Linked DNA regions of Sus scrofa: region 2 is linked to region 1. Evidence: chromatin contacts called from public HiChIP or PLAC-seq data. All regions are on one chromosome and are shown on one strand. The core of a region is the stretch at or near the end of the contact, and the rest is flanking DNA. Distances in the headings are between cores, read along the strand shown.

Evidence for each region. HiChIP or PLAC-seq counts read pairs in DNA pulled down with a chosen protein or histone mark.
Region 2: a contact with region 1 is called in an H3K27ac HiChIP or PLAC-seq map of skeletal muscle, with 10 times the contacts expected there. The contact joins the promoter of DNAJC7 here to the promoter of MRPL12 in region 1. A contact is called at or near these places in 1 of 47 Hi-C or Micro-C datasets (retroperitoneal adipose tissue) and 1 of 2 datasets of contacts at active chromatin or transcription factors (skeletal muscle).

The regions. Positions count from the first base shown.
Region 1 is chr12:1,202,475-1,205,217 of Sscrofa11.1, reverse strand. It overlaps MRPL12 (39S ribosomal protein L12, mitochondrial), which reads left to right and starts at 1,401. Exons shown (of 5, transcript XM_021066454.1): 1 at 1,401-1,642; 2 at 2,256-2,442; 3 at 2,572-2,655. The coding sequence starts at 1,569.
Region 2 is chr12:20,724,613-20,727,355 of Sscrofa11.1, reverse strand. It overlaps DNAJC7 (dnaJ homolog subfamily C member 7), which reads right to left and starts at 1,419. Exons shown (of 15, transcript XM_003131409.5): 1 at 1,257-1,419. The coding sequence starts at 1,333.

The DNA of each region.
Region 1 (2,743 bases), core at 152-2,651:
CCACCGCTCCCTAGCTCGTATGCTCCTTGGTTTTGGGGGCTTCGAGAGTCGTTCTCCAGTTCATATGCTCGGTCCGACGGGCTAGAGCGTCCACCCTCAGCTCGTCTGCTCCAGCCGGCTAGAGTGTCCTCTCAGCTCGTATGCTCGTTGGTTCTGGGGGCTAGAGAATCGGGCCCCGGCTCTCATGCTCGTGGTCCGGTCGGCTAGAGCGCCCCCCAACTCGTACACTCAGCCGTCCGGCCGGTTAAAAGATCGGCCTTCCGCTCGTATACTCCAGCTGGCTAGAGTGTCCTCTCAACTCGTTGGTTCTAGGGGCTAGAGAGTTTTCCCCCCAGTGCATATGCTCGACCGTACGGCCGGCTAGAGTGTCGACCCTCATCTCGTATGCTCTTTGTTTCTAGGGGCTAGATCCTTGGCCCTCAGCTCGTATGCTCCAGCAAACTAGAGCGTCCTCTCAGTTCGTATGCTTGGCGGTCCGGCCGGCTAGAGCGTACACCCTCAGCGCACATGCTCCAGCCGGCTAGAGTGTCCTCAGCTTTTATGCTCGTTGGTTTTGGGGGCTAGAGAGTCCTCCCGCAGCGCGTATGCTCGGAGGTCCGGCCGGCTAGAGCGTCGACCCTCAGCTCGTATGCTCTTTGAATCTCGGGGCTAGAGTGTCCCCTCAGCTTTTATACTCGTTGGTTTTGGGGGCTAGAGAGTCCTCCCGCAGCGCCTACGCTCGGAGGTCCGGCCGGCTAGAGCGTCGACCCTCAGCTCGTATGCTCTTTCCTTCTCGGGGCTAGAGTGTCGACCCTCAGCTCGTCTGCTCCAGCCGGCTAGAGTGTCCTCTCAGCTTTTATGCTCGTTGGTTTTGGGGGCTAGAGAGTCCTCCCGCAGCGCGTATGCTCGGAGGTCCGGCCGGCTAGAGCGTCGACCCTCAGCTCGTATGCTCTTTGCTTCTCGGGGCTAGAGTGTCGACCCTCAGCTCGTCTGCTCCAGCCGGCTAGAGTGTCCTCTCAGCTTTTATGCTCGTTGGTTTTGGGGGCTAGAGAGTCCTCTCGCAGCGCGTATGCTCGGAGGTCCGGCCGGCTAGAGCGTCGACCCTCAGCTCGTATGCTCTTTCCTTCTCGGGGCTAGAGTGTCCTCTCAGCTTTTATGCTTGTTGGTTTTGGGGGCTAGAGAATCCCCCCCAGCGCTTCGGCTCAACGGTCCCGCCGACTAGAGCGCCCCCAAAGCGTATGCTCAGCCGTCCGGCTGGTTAAAAGGTCGGCCTTCCGCTCGTATACTCCAGCCAGCTAGAGTGTCCTCTCAGCGCTAATGCTCGGCCGTCTGGTCGGCTAGAGCGTCTCCCCTCAGCGCATGTGCCCTTTGGCTCCGGGGGCTAGAGAGTCCTCCCGCAGCGCGTATGCTCGGTGGTCCGGAAGGATAGAGTTTGTGTTTCCGACGACCCAGCCGGCTAGAGCGTCTTACCCCCAGCTCGGCTGTCCAGCCGGCTAGAGCGTCCTTTCTAGCTTGAATGCCTGGTGGCTGAGGCCGCTAGGGAGTCCCTCCTGTTGGGACCCGCGTGTGACCTTCCCGCCTGCGGAGCGATGCTGCCGGCGGCTGCAAGCTCCCTGTGGGGGCCGTGTTTCGGGCTTCGGGCCGCTGCGCTCCGCGTCGCCAGGTACCGCGGGCTGCCGAGGCCCGGGCGGACGGGCAGTGTGGGTGCTCTCGGCCGGACACTGCAGGTGCAGGTGGGGGCGGCGTCTTGGGCGGCTGGCTGGCTGCCCCCCTCCTCGAGCGGCTGGTCCCTGCAGGAGTAGAGGGCGCAAGGGTCCTTCCTGCCAGCCGCCTAACCACGTGGGCCGCTGAGCGTGCCGGCGTGGCCCTGGATGACCTTGGACGGGTTTCTGCTCCTCTCTGGGCCTCAGTTTCCCCGGCAGCGCAGTGACGTGGCGGGACTCCCGTGAGTGGATCTGGCTGGCGTTCGGCCGCCAAGAACCCCACGTCCTGAAAGGCGTTGTGTGGCAAAGCGCCTTCAAGTGTTTGTCTAGTCTCCACAAATTGGTGCAGCTTATCCAAAGCGAAAGTAACGTTGTAGAGAGCGGTTTTGCAAACAGTTACGTGCGTTTTTAAGGTCTTTGAAAAAGTCCAAAGTAATTGGAAGTCCCTTTTGTTAGCTGTGTGGGTCCTGCAGTGTGAGATCCCTGGGTTCGGACGGGGAAACTAGATCTGAGCCTGAGGCACCTGCGTGCCTGGCTTGTGCAGGCTGATGGCTCTGTTTGAACGGGATTCAGGCACCAGGGACCGAGACTGTGCGGTGTGCGGTTGATGAGATGCAGCAGCCATCGAAAGGGGGAGGCTCTTGCTGGGGCCCCCCTGGATAACGCCCCCAAGGAGTATCCCCCCAAAATCCAGCAGCTGGTTCAGGACATTGCCAGCCTTACGCTCCTGGAGATCTCAGACCTCAACGAGCTCCTGAAGGTACTGGCCAGGCGCCCCACCTCGTGGCCCCTTTGCGGGGGGTGGGGGGCTCCTCGAGACTGTGCCTGCTGCGACCAGGCACATCCAGTGTGGCGCCTGCTTCTGAGAGTGCTTTTCTCTGTCCTGCAGAAAACGCTGAAGATCCAGGACGTTGGGTTCATGCCCATGGGTGCCGTGGCCCCTGGCGCTCCCCCTGCCGCCGCCGCCCCAGAGGTGAGTGCAGGCCGGGCTTGCCGTGCATAGGCTGTGGCTCTAGTGCCTGGCTCCCACCCGGTCTCGCCTTGGGTGGCCAGGTTCTCTC
Region 2 (2,743 bases), core at 170-2,669, about 20 Mb before region 1:
TTTGTGAAAGCTCAAAACTGAGAGAGACTAGTTGCTCTGGTTTCCTGACGTCTCTGAAATCCCAGGGGCCTACTCCACTTTGTGAGGCTCTTGGCTTCCAAGAGGTCAGGAACTTGGGACACTGACTGCAATAACCATCCTTAAACTTGGTAACTATTCATCTGCCTCCCTGAGCACCCCTTATGTTTCAAACCTGGACAGTAAAAACACACAAACAAACAAACAAAATACCCCTCAGAATCCTGACTGCAGATCTCATGAACTACGCACCACCTGAAACCACCCAGACTGAAGCCATATGGGCTTGATATAAAGATATGCAATAAGTAGGAAGGAGAACGAGGGAACCGTAGTCAATTAAGTTGCGCCTGATAAGGAAAGGGCTCCAAACTTCCAGAACCTTTTCGTGAATTCCGCTCCAGCATTAGGACAAGTATGACTACCCACAACTGTGTTCCAACCCCACTCCAATAACCTGCTTTAGCTGTAGCCAAAACCCAGAGTGTTCTCGAAAACCACTCACTCAGCAGCTCCCTTGGCTAGTCCGGACTGGCAATCTCGAGCCACTGCGGCTGCCCAGCAGCGCCAACAGCGCCCAAGCAGCTGGCCTCCTTCTTGCTGCTTAAGAAATAGTCCTGGGGAAAATGAGGATCTTAGGAAGGACGGAGGGGGACGGGGGGCTGGGCGTGCAGACCATGAGACAAGCCCCTCACCCTTCTTTATCACCTTCAACTTCTAGGGCAACCGAGGGGCCACCAGGTCAATAATGAAGACACACAATCACCTCGGGCCAGACTAGTACTCGCTGGGGTATAACTACGGAGGAAAGGGAGAGAGAAAAGAGGGTTCTGGCGATGCAAAGTGCTGATAGACAACAATGTGCAGAAGTTAGCAAGAGGAGGAGGGGGTCGGGGGCGATGTAAGAAGTCGTCATCACCACTGCGCCGCCTCCCCCACCCCGCAACAAACCTCCCAGATCCCCTCAGAGACCTGGCCTCTGCAATGAGGACGACCTTCCTCTCTGCTGGGGAAACAAGGCCGAGCCTCAGCTCCCCAGCCAGGCGGAAGCTGGAGGGAAGGGCCGACCTCCGAGAGCGCCCCTTCAGGGGGTCCATCCGGACTCGAGCCCAGATTGGGGGGGGGGGGTCTCGGAGGGCGGGGCATCGCCTCGACAGGGGCTGCACCACGGCAAGGACGGGGTTCCCGGAGCCACGGAGCTTAAGCTCGCCCGTTCCCCTACCCTGCCACCCGGTTACCTCTTCGCTTCCTCGTCGTCGAGCAGCTCTGGCCCGGTCGCCGCCATTACCACATCGCACTCCGCGGCAGCCGCCATCTTACCGCCGGGACCAGAGAGCCGGGTGGGAGGCCGGCGGTGAAGAGCACTTCCGGTCGGACCATCGAGCAGCTCGGCGGCGCTGCGCCCAGAGGGGTTCCCTCGGGCCCGTCTACCAGCGAGAGGCTCTGCTTGGGGCCAGAGCGGCCTCCCGCCCTCGGAGGTCCACGGTGGTCTCCGCCCTGGGGCGGGGACCCAGAGACGGTTCCTGTGCGTAGGGGGCGCCACTTTACCCTTGGGTCGGACGAGGGATACAGGCTGCTGTCTCCTCTCTAGGCTTTGGCTTTTCTCAGTATTCTGAGAGCCTCGTTGCCATAACAACTTCCAATCCTAGAGAGTCTCCCGTGAGGCTCGGAGAGTCGGACTGGGTAGGGATCCTGTGACCTGGAGGGAAAGAGCCCCCCCCCCCCACTACTATCTTTTCGACCTTGAGAGTGTGTCCACAGCTTCCTTCACGAAAGGAAAGAAGAGACACTTTGAGTCCTTCTTCCCCAGCGTTCATCGGCCCCTAGAAGCCCTGCCCAACCAAGCCAGAGGAACGCAGGGCGTCTTCACACCGCGCCTTTCATCCCCTCTGGATCTCCAAGCACCAACTGGTTCATCACCCTAATGACGCTGACCCTTTGATGAGGCTGCTTTCATGTCAGCCTCCGGGAGTGCCATCTCAGCATTAAACCTAGGGAGGGTGGCATGGGGCCCCAGACTCTGCTCTGGAGTTTATAAGGCAGCTCACGGGGTGAGGTCCCTTCTCCACAGTGTCCCCATTGCTCTCAACCCTTATGTAAACTCCCTGCTCAGCACGCTTGTCTTGTCAAATGCAGTCTGGATCGGGAACTCAGAGAGGGCAAGGACACAGCCTGATCATCTTTTTAGCAACTCCCTTCACTCAAACCAATAATATTTGTGGCCTTGAATTGTATTGGGGTTTCCTGAGGTTAAATTGGGGGAGTTTGAAGTTAAAAATTAAAGTTAACCGGTACTGGAGTTCCCGTCGTGGCTCAGCAGAAACGAATCTGACTAGCATCCATGAGGACACAGGTTCCATCCCTGGCCTTGCTCAGTGGATTAAGGATCTGGCGTTGCCCTGAGCTGTGGTGTAGGTCGCAGAGGTGGCTCAGATCTGGCGTTGCTGTGGCTGTGGTGTAGGTTCCCTAGCCTGGAAACCTCCATATGCTGTGGGTGCGGCCCTAAAAAAAGATTAAAAAAAAAATTAGAGTTAATGGATACTAAAATAAGAGGGGCTCAAGGGAATTTAAAAAGGATTTATCCCCCTTCTTCAGTAAAACAGTCTGTGCCATTGTTGGTAAGTTGCCTGCATGGCCCCTGCCTATCACAGTGCTGAGGAAGCTAAATCACACCTAGCACCTGGGGAACAGAGGATGGGAGAGGCTCAGGTTTTTGGAAGAGAAA